3 separate regions of the Mus musculus genome follow, and all the other regions are linked to region 1. Evidence: chromatin contacts called from public HiChIP or PLAC-seq and promoter capture Hi-C data. All regions are on one chromosome and are shown on one strand. The core of a region is the stretch at or near the end of the contact, and the rest is flanking DNA. Distances in the headings are between cores, read along the strand shown. Region 1 holds the start of Tmco1 (transmembrane and coiled-coil domains 1). Region 2 has its middle 61 kb from the start of Gm33404. Region 3 has its middle 79 kb from the start of Gm33404.

Evidence for each region. Promoter capture Hi-C pulls out the DNA fragments that hold promoters and counts their contacts. HiChIP or PLAC-seq counts read pairs in DNA pulled down with a chosen protein or histone mark.
Region 2: a contact with region 1 is called in a promoter capture Hi-C map of the HPC-7 cell line. The contact joins the enhancer-like site here to the promoter of Tmco1 in region 1. A contact is called at or near these places in 8 of 39 promoter capture datasets (the 3T3-L1 cell line, the C10 cell line, the HPC-7 cell line and 3 more), 7 of 484 Hi-C or Micro-C datasets (adipose-derived mesenchymal stem cells, bone marrow-derived macrophages, cerebellar granule neurons and 3 more), 8 of 115 datasets of contacts at active chromatin or transcription factors (the 230-238 cell line, bone marrow-derived macrophages, embryonic fibroblasts and 4 more) and 2 of 9 other capture datasets (adipose tissue and pancreatic islet).
Region 3: a contact with region 1 is called in an H3K4me3 HiChIP or PLAC-seq map of bone marrow-derived macrophages, with 4 times the contacts expected there. The contact joins the enhancer-like site here to the promoter of Tmco1 in region 1. A contact is called at or near these places in 6 of 39 promoter capture datasets (the 3T3-L1 cell line, the C10 cell line, the HPC-7 cell line and 2 more), 1 of 15 datasets of contacts at CTCF or cohesin (the NIH/3T3 cell line), 5 of 115 datasets of contacts at active chromatin or transcription factors (bone marrow-derived macrophages, embryonic hindbrain, large pre-B cells and 2 more) and 1 of 9 other capture datasets (pancreatic islet).

What each region holds. Positions count from the first base shown.
Region 1 is chr1:167,307,392-167,310,091 of GRCm38.p6, reverse strand. Tmco1 (transmembrane and coiled-coil domains 1) reads right to left here and starts at 1,422. Exons shown (of 7, transcript NM_001039483.1): 1 at 1,159-1,422; 2 at 709-786. The coding sequence starts at 1,228.
Region 2 is chr1:166,792,409-166,795,108 of GRCm38.p6, reverse strand. No RefSeq gene overlaps it. Among named protein-coding and RNA genes, the nearest start is that of Gm33404, 61 kb to the left of the region's middle. Within about 2 kb of position 1,273, at least 59 of the 459 cell types and tissues checked have an H3K27ac peak or open chromatin away from gene starts, as enhancers often do. A contact at or near this core is called in the 230-238 cell line, the HPC-7 cell line, bone marrow-derived macrophages and 3 more, where this site is marked.
Region 3 is chr1:166,775,166-166,777,865 of GRCm38.p6, reverse strand. No RefSeq gene overlaps it. Among named protein-coding and RNA genes, the nearest start is that of Gm33404, 79 kb to the left of the region's middle. Within about 2 kb of position 1,370, at least 2 of the 459 cell types and tissues checked have an H3K27ac peak or open chromatin away from gene starts, as enhancers often do. A contact at or near this core is called in bone marrow-derived macrophages, where this site is marked.

The DNA.
Region 1 (2,700 bases), core at 173-2,672:
TCAGCTTTCTCACCCGACTGAAACTTGGCTAAACTTTAAAGGGTACCACTCCCACTGACACTAGTCACAGTGACTTATTCTCCAAACACAGCTCACACATTCAAATCTCCATGTTTACGTGATTTTTCCTTTCCCTAGAATTTCCTCTCCCTCTTTTATCTTCTATCTACATTCTAACTAATCCACAAGGCACTGGGTCCATCTGTACCATGAGATCTTCCATAGTCTCTCACAACAGAACAGGACCTCTTCTTTAGAATGAAGACTCTGTGTGTGTGTGTGTGTGTGTCTGCCATGACCCCTTTCCCCTTTAGCTCCCCGCCCCCCCCCCCCCCCCCCCCGTTTTAGGCAAGGTCTCGACAGGAAGTAGATCCAGCCTGGAATGCACTATGTAGACCAGGCCTGCCCTATCTGGAGCTCTACCACACCCAGATTCCTTTTAGCTTTATTAAAGATGCTGCACAAAGGTCTTTGATTTCTATCTTTACCAAGTTAGAGTATGGTTTTGTTTGTAACATGAATCTCCCTATGTAGCCCACACTAGCTGCGAACTCACAATCATGTCCATCTCCTGAGTGTTGAGATTTCAGTTGCCCTAACAAGGAACACTGGCTTGTAGTATTCTTGGTATACTCCTCTCTTAGTTACTGTGAACATGCACCCATTGAACTTCCCGTGTTGAACCGTCCACCGTCTTACCATACTCACATTTTTTACTTTGTTTTTCCACTTCTGCCTTCAATCTCTTGTATTTGTCTGTCCTGTAAACCAGGACCCAGGTTATGCCTAAACAGTAAAAGCAACATGCTAATGAGAAATAAATGGAAATCACAACAAACCATCTTTAATTGTTAGTATTGGAGACAAAAGGATTTCGACATTTTGCTCTATACTTATCAGTAACTTTTTTCAAAGTCAGATCAACCCATGTTTTGTTTTGTTTTTTTCAGTGTATCCACAAATACGTAAAGAAAATCAGGACGTATGACTCCACACTACTCTCCTGCTTCTATAGGGGGATGAGCCCGGGATTTCTTGCAACGGACCACGCAGGCCGCAGGGAGTGAGGCTCCCGATCTTTGCTCATGGGGTGCGAGGGACCCCAGTGCCCTTCCACCCTGGGATTAATCAAACGTCCAAGGAAACAGCCGCCCTCACCCTCGGCGAGCAGCGCGGTGCACACGGAGATAAAGACGATGAGCAGCGTGTCTGCAAACATGGTGCTCATCTCGCCCGTCTGTCCCCGCGCTCCCACCCTCCGCGGGGGGAAAGCACTCCAGAGCCAGAGAGACCGGGAAGAGACGTGGCGGGACCGACCCTCGAGGAGCGCTACAACTTTGACAGCCCCGAGTCTACACTTCCGCTTCCGGGGCGCCGACCCGGAACTACAGGCTTCACTCCCGCCGTCTGGCCGCCATAGTCGGGAGAGAGCGGCAACGCGCAAGTCTCGGGGGCCGAAGGCGCGCGCCAGGCCCGGTCTCGCGAGAGTTGGAAAGCCAGGTCGGTCGGAGGATGGCGGTGTGGTGGCGGCGGCGTTGCGACCTCGGCAGTGCGTTACCTGCTCTCCGAGCCCGATCGCCTACCTCACACTAGAACCCTGTCACACGGTGGCTGGACTTCACCCGCATCCCCGCCTCCGTGGCCGAAAAGTTAGGCCACCGCGTGCGGAGCGTCAGGGTCTGGGGGCTCGCCCCGGTCCTGGGCTGGGCGAGCCGAGTCGAGGAGTCCTCGGGCGCTGGTTAAACCAGCCTTTATGATGCCGGGGACGCCGTTGGAGGAGAAGGGCTGCACAACTCGCTTGCTGCGGCCGGGCTTTTATTGGAAGGAACGGTGGCGCAGTCGAAGGGGAAGAAGTGAAAACGTTGAATTTGAGTTAGAAGTGTTTTGGGGGCTGGGCGGTGGTGGCGCACGCCTTTAATCCCAGCACTTGGGAGGCAGAGGCAGGCCGATTTCTGAGTTCGAGGCCAGCCTGGTCTACAGAGTGAGTTCCAGGACAGCCAGGGCTATACAGAGAAACCCTGTCTCGAAAAAAAAAAGAAAGAAAGAAAAAAAAAAACAGCCGGGGGGTTGGGGGGGGACGGACACGGGGATAGAAAAAGGTGTGGTGTGTAAAAGTAGGATGTCTTGAGAGAGCCTCATACACTCAGATGTCCTCCGTGATGGACTGTAAATTACCGTGTGCAAGCGGGGCGAGAAAATGACGGGAAGGCCTTGATATAAGAGCACTCGATTCCTCCCAATTCTCAGATCTGCTCTTTTTCCTCAAGAAAACTCAGAAGTCTTCCTTTGTGCGTCCTTGTGTTTTTTTGAGACAGGGTTGCACTATGGAGCCCTGGTTGACCTGGAGCACTCAAGAGACCCCCCTGTCCTAGCTTTCCATAACTGTGCCACCATGCCCAGTTTGACTTCCATTTTCTGTCATTGTTCTTCCAAATTTCACTGCACACAATTTATAAATCTTCTGTAGCATTACCTTTTTAGTTTCTCTTGCCTTATATTTATCCAGGACTCCTTTAATAGATATTAAATATATGTCTATTAAATAAAGATATAACTATAAATATACGTCTTTAATAGACATTAAATATATGTCAGGAACAGTACTGGGCCCTGTAAGATGGAGCAAGATAAGATTCCTTGGTTCCAAAATTCCCCAGGGAAATTGTACGCCATAGTAAGATAGAATTATAGCTAAAGTGT
Region 2 (2,700 bases), core at 24-2,523, 510 kb after region 1:
TCCTTCGTGGTGGGCCCAGGGAAACAGTATTAGCAACCTGACAGTGGTCTGTGTCTAAGGGAAGAGCTCAGAAGGAAGCCGTGGAATTATTCAGTCAGCCTTCTCCATTTCTAACACCACGGGGAAACAGCAGGCCAATGCCCTCAGAGAAGATCGTTAGGACGGCACACTTACTGGAGAATATTCTCATTCACATAGCAGGACGTTGCCCATTCGTTCAACATTTATTGAGTCTACGTGACAGGCACCATGCTGGGATCTGGGCCTCTACGGACAAATAAGATACCATCTTGGCCACAAGAGGGCTCCTCCTCTGCTGAGTGAGGCTTCTGATGGGTAAACAGCCACAGGGAAAGGGTTAGTGCATAAGGCCTTTGAAGAAAACAGGAAAAAAAGATGGAATTAACTTGACTAGGGATGGAGACAACTGTTCGGGGACTGTATCCTCTGTCTTGACTTCAGGAGCAGTTAATACAGCATCAAGTGCGTAGTATAACTAAAAGCTTTGCTAAGCTCGTCTTGCCTTCTACACTAAACTCGTTGGTGAAACATTTTACCAGGGACCATGTGATGTGACACAGCTGAAGAGTTGAATCGATTCCCCACACCCCAAGATGGGTAGAAACTTAAGTGTACACAGCATCCAAGCTGCTCATGGTGTCCTGGGCTAAATGCCTGACTGACATGGTTCGGGATTCCAGGAGGGCAGGCTACTGAGAACTAACTTGTGTTGACAATGGGCATATGTGACCTTGACAGGTCTAAGATGGAATTTGTGAGATTTCGGGTTGAGCTGATCTGATTGTTGAGTAAATTTGGAGGTTCAAGGCTTACTTTCCCTCTTTGACTAGAAGAGGAATTCAAATATCTCTTGCTCTATAAAAGGAAGTATGAGAAAGTTAACCCTTATAAAATATATATTACCAGCTTTGCAATTCTGACTGCTGTTCAGTTCTTTTAATTTTCCAAAGTTCCCATAAAGGCAGGTTTTCCTCATTCTTTTAAGTCTGTGTCTTAGTCTGAGTCTTAGTGAAAGGAATTTGGTGTTCTAGTTAGCTTTGAGAACTAAAACTAGCCACTAAAGACATAAGAGGTGAGGAGGGTGGAACTGAGATCTGGCTGACCTTCCCAGCAAACATCCCACAGACCGAGCCTGGGTCTGGGCAGCCTTTTGGTTCTCAGTTTGCTTCACAGGTGGCTGCAGCTCCAGCCATGTCCTTGGGTGTCCTTGGAGTACCATTTGGCTGGTGAGTCAGGATTCTTGGCAGGCCTGTACCAGTCTGTGATTCAGTTCTAGGGGATTGTTGTAACAGGACCTCTTGTCAAGAGAAGAACAGCCAGTCCCCAGGTCTCAGTGTCACTTTAGAAAGAAAGGGGTCATCAGATGTTTGTATAAGTGCATTATCCGCTAAAGAAAGCTTCTATGTTGGCTAAGTTCTTCAGAAAAAAAAATTTTTTTTGCTTGTCCTTTTCTGAGCTGGTGTTGGTTCTGTTGATCTGGATTGAGGCCTGAGACTGGATCTTTCCCAGGAGGCTGTGGGAGGTATTGTTGTGTCTCTTCTCTAGGCAGCATTATACCCACAACTGTGTCCAGCTCTCCAGAGATAGCTCCTAAGAATTTCTTGAGTGATTATGTTCAACAACAACCAGAAAAGGCTACCAGTGCAGTTCTGTGAGATCACCGTGGGCTGTGGGTTCAAGAGAAGTGTGCCAAATGGGAGACTCTATTTCAGAAGGTTATGGAACCTTGAAGAGGCAGAGCCTCACTGCAGGACGTGGGCTGCTGGAGATGAACCTTGAGGTTTCTGTCTGAGCTCTACTTCCTGTCAGCTCTCTGCTTCCTGACTCAGATGCAATGTGACCATCTGCCTCGTGTGCCCACTTCCCTGCCTACCCTCTGTGGTAGACTGTATCCCTTCTTAAACCATGAGCCCAAAATACCCTTCCTTCTTTAATTTGCTTCTGTCGGGTGTTTGGTTACAACAATGAGAAACATAATTAATATAAATGACCTCTATTGGGAACAGAAGTTCGGTGATCCTGATACCACTCATGTGCCCCACTGTGTCCCATTATCACCTATAGGGCCTTGTCCCCCGATAGAAGTGGAGGTCATGTTGTTTGGATTTTATAAATCGGTAGATTTACAGTCTTGGAATTAAGTCCCACTTGCTCATGCTGGATCTCTATGCTAGCTATCACTGGGAATGACTTTTGCTTTGTTGTTGCATTTGCTTTCAGGTTCCTAAGTACACACGGGTCTGCAGTTTGTTTCCTTACAGCGTTGAATGTGGTCAGTACAATGATGGCATAAAACAAGTTGGGAGGTGCTTCGTGAAGCAGTTGGTATAAAATTGATGTAACTTCCTCCCTAAATGCTTGGCAGAACTCATGAAGTAAGCCACACAAATGCGAAGCTTTAGCTGGAGAGAGAATTGAACTACAGATTAAATTTCTTTCCTAAAGTTCTGATTATTGAGATTATTTCTGTTGAACAATTTTGGTTGTTTGTATCTATCTAAGTATTGATCCATTTCACCTTAGATTTCAGAATTATTAGCATGCGCTTGATAGATTTGTACTGGTAATGGGAGGTACAGTGGTATCTTGATATTGGCAATGCCACTCTTGATATTAGTAATTTGTGTTTTTATCCATTTTTAAAAAAAAGCTTCACTAAGTTTCATTGATTCACTCTAT
Region 3 (2,700 bases), core at 121-2,620, 530 kb after region 1:
CGCTCATATTCCTTCCAAAGAGCTCATACTACTTGCTAAAGATAATTCTCTTTGTCAGCTGGACTACGTGCCCACCTCTGGGTTTATCTCTAAGTAAGTTTCTTGAAAGGTTAGACAGAGACTGGTAGAGCTACCTTGAATATAGATGGTAGTATCCTATGGGATGGGTCTACAGGCTGGGTGGGAAAACTCAGCTAATTAAAGTCAAAGTCCACCACTGATCAGATAGCCTTCTGGGACTCTGCAATATGAAGGACTGCCTTCATTAGCAGGGTGTCTCCTTCTCTGACCTTGTCTTGGGAATTCAAAACCCTCTACCTGAGGAATGTCTGCAAGTAGCCTTAGTTAGATTACAGGATCAACTTTTATTCTCCTGATAAGATCCTGTTCAGTTAGCACCTGAGATTCCTGAAGTACTTCCCCCATACTAATGAGGCATTTTGGTACCTTAAGCCTTCAGCCAGTGACCTTTGACAATTCTGGATATTGCTACCCCATTCCCTCAAATTACACAAGCCTTGAATCACTCCAAGTAAAGTTGATCTGATTTTCACAGCTGTTCCAGGTGTGATTGAAGTATCATCATTCTCTTCTCTCTTTCCTGTTCTGTCCAGATGTAAGAAATCATAACCACACTGCTGCAACTGTGAACTCTTCCAGACCTTCCCCACCATAAAGTATTCTACCCTTGTGCACCATGAGTCAAGACAGATGTGTTGTTATAGCAATGAAAAAGTAACCAGTGTGTCTGCCTCTCAGCCTGCACCCAGTCTCACCAGGGAATTTCTATAGCAGCACGCTATGTCCTTTGAGTTTTAATTGTATGCCTCGGAGATTTAGGGATTTTCAATGACATTAATTCAGTATTGGAAGGGTACTTTGTCATTCCAATATGTTTTCAAACCAGTATTGGAAATAGAATCCTTTTCTATAACTTTGACTAACCATCGGCATGTACAACAGGGGCAAACACAGTGACTTAAGCAATAGGTCATGTGATCTGTGCAGATGTGCTTCTTCGGTCCTGGTTAAACATGGAAAAATCTGTACCTGATATATTTTGGAATCTCTCTTAGGCTTGAAGTCTTCCCATCAAAGTCTCAGCTCCATCCTGCTTCCTTGACTCATCATTTCTTAGGGAAAGAGGTGTTGGAGTTAAGAGAAAGAAGAATAGAAATTCTAATATGAATTTTCTATTTCTAAATAGGGTCATTCATCATTAAAGCTAGAAATTTGATTCTAAACATCACAGACCCAGAGGAAATGAAAAAAGGGAACATTCTTTCTAGGTTTTTAATTTCACTTCAAGGGAAGAGACTTGATTACTTCATACTAATGGGAACTCAGGAACACACAGTCTCTGAGTCACACGCTTTGTTTGTCAGTTCAAATTCTGCTAATACAACTCCCCTGCTTCCCATAAGTTAGAGAGGTTCACACAAAATGACAGCGTTTGGAACTTTCAGGGCCATGAATTCCTATGCGCAGGATGCTGTGTGCTGTTGTGATGTAACATTTATTTTAATGGCCCCAGACTTGCATGGAGCAATTGTGCAGCAAATTAACACCATCTTCCTGTCTGCCTCAAACTGTAAGAGGCAATTTGAATCACATTTGGCGTTTATAATTATTTTGTAATCTGATTTGCAGAAGTGGAGTGATTATTGAGTATATAGACAACATAAATCTTAAAAAGAAGCTCCAGGTAGCCACCTGATCACTAGAAGAGGAAGGAGAGAGAAATATATGTCTGATTCGTTTTGTCATTTCTTTACCCTCATGAGTATGTCGCAGATGGATGGATGAGAGAAAGAGTGAGATTTGAGATTGGGGAGATGGCTCAGTGAGTAAGTATTGCCCTGCAAGGGTGGGGACCAGACTTCAGATTCTAAGACCTTGTGTAAATCCTAGTGGGCACAGCCAACTGCCTGTAACCCAGCATGAAGGCAGAGACAGGAAATTCACAGAGCAATCAGCTAGTCCAGCTACCCAGAACAGTGATCTCTGGGATTATCCAAAGATGTTGCCTCAATACATAAAGTGGAAAAAAATCTAGGCAGATACCAAAAATATAAAACTTTGACCTTCACACACATGTAGAGGGTATTTAACCCAGCAACATGACACTCTAGCTGGAATACAGACACACATTTAACCCCAGGAGACAGAGGCAAATAGATTCCTGAGTTCAAGGTCAGCCTGCTACAGAGCGAGTTCCAGGCACAGAAAACTTAGTTCCAGGCATTGGGGTACATGCCTTTAATCCCAGCACCCAGGAGTCAGTGGAGAGGCAGCACAGTGGAGTTTAGTGTTAGGAGGCAGTTTGGTTGGTGGCAGTTCAATTTGTGGAGTACAGAGACAGTTTTTACCTGGGCATTTTTTTTATGGAGACAGATAGTAGAGAGAACAAGCTAGACACTGGTGAAGACAGAAGGAACCAGAGAATAAGAAGGAACCAGAAGATTAGAACAGATTGCCAAAGGTAGTTTGAAGCCAAGCAGAGGAATTCGGTCAGAAGCTGAGAGAAGCCAGGTTGAATCAGTCAGCTTGGAGAGGAGTTTGATCCAGAACAGCTGAGTTGAACCAGTCAGCCAGAGCTCAGAGAGAACTAGGAAGGGTGAGTTATTCAACAGTAAGCCTCAGAGATGACAATTCCATCTCGTGAAGAAAAGTTACTTTTGCAATACATTCTGTCCATAC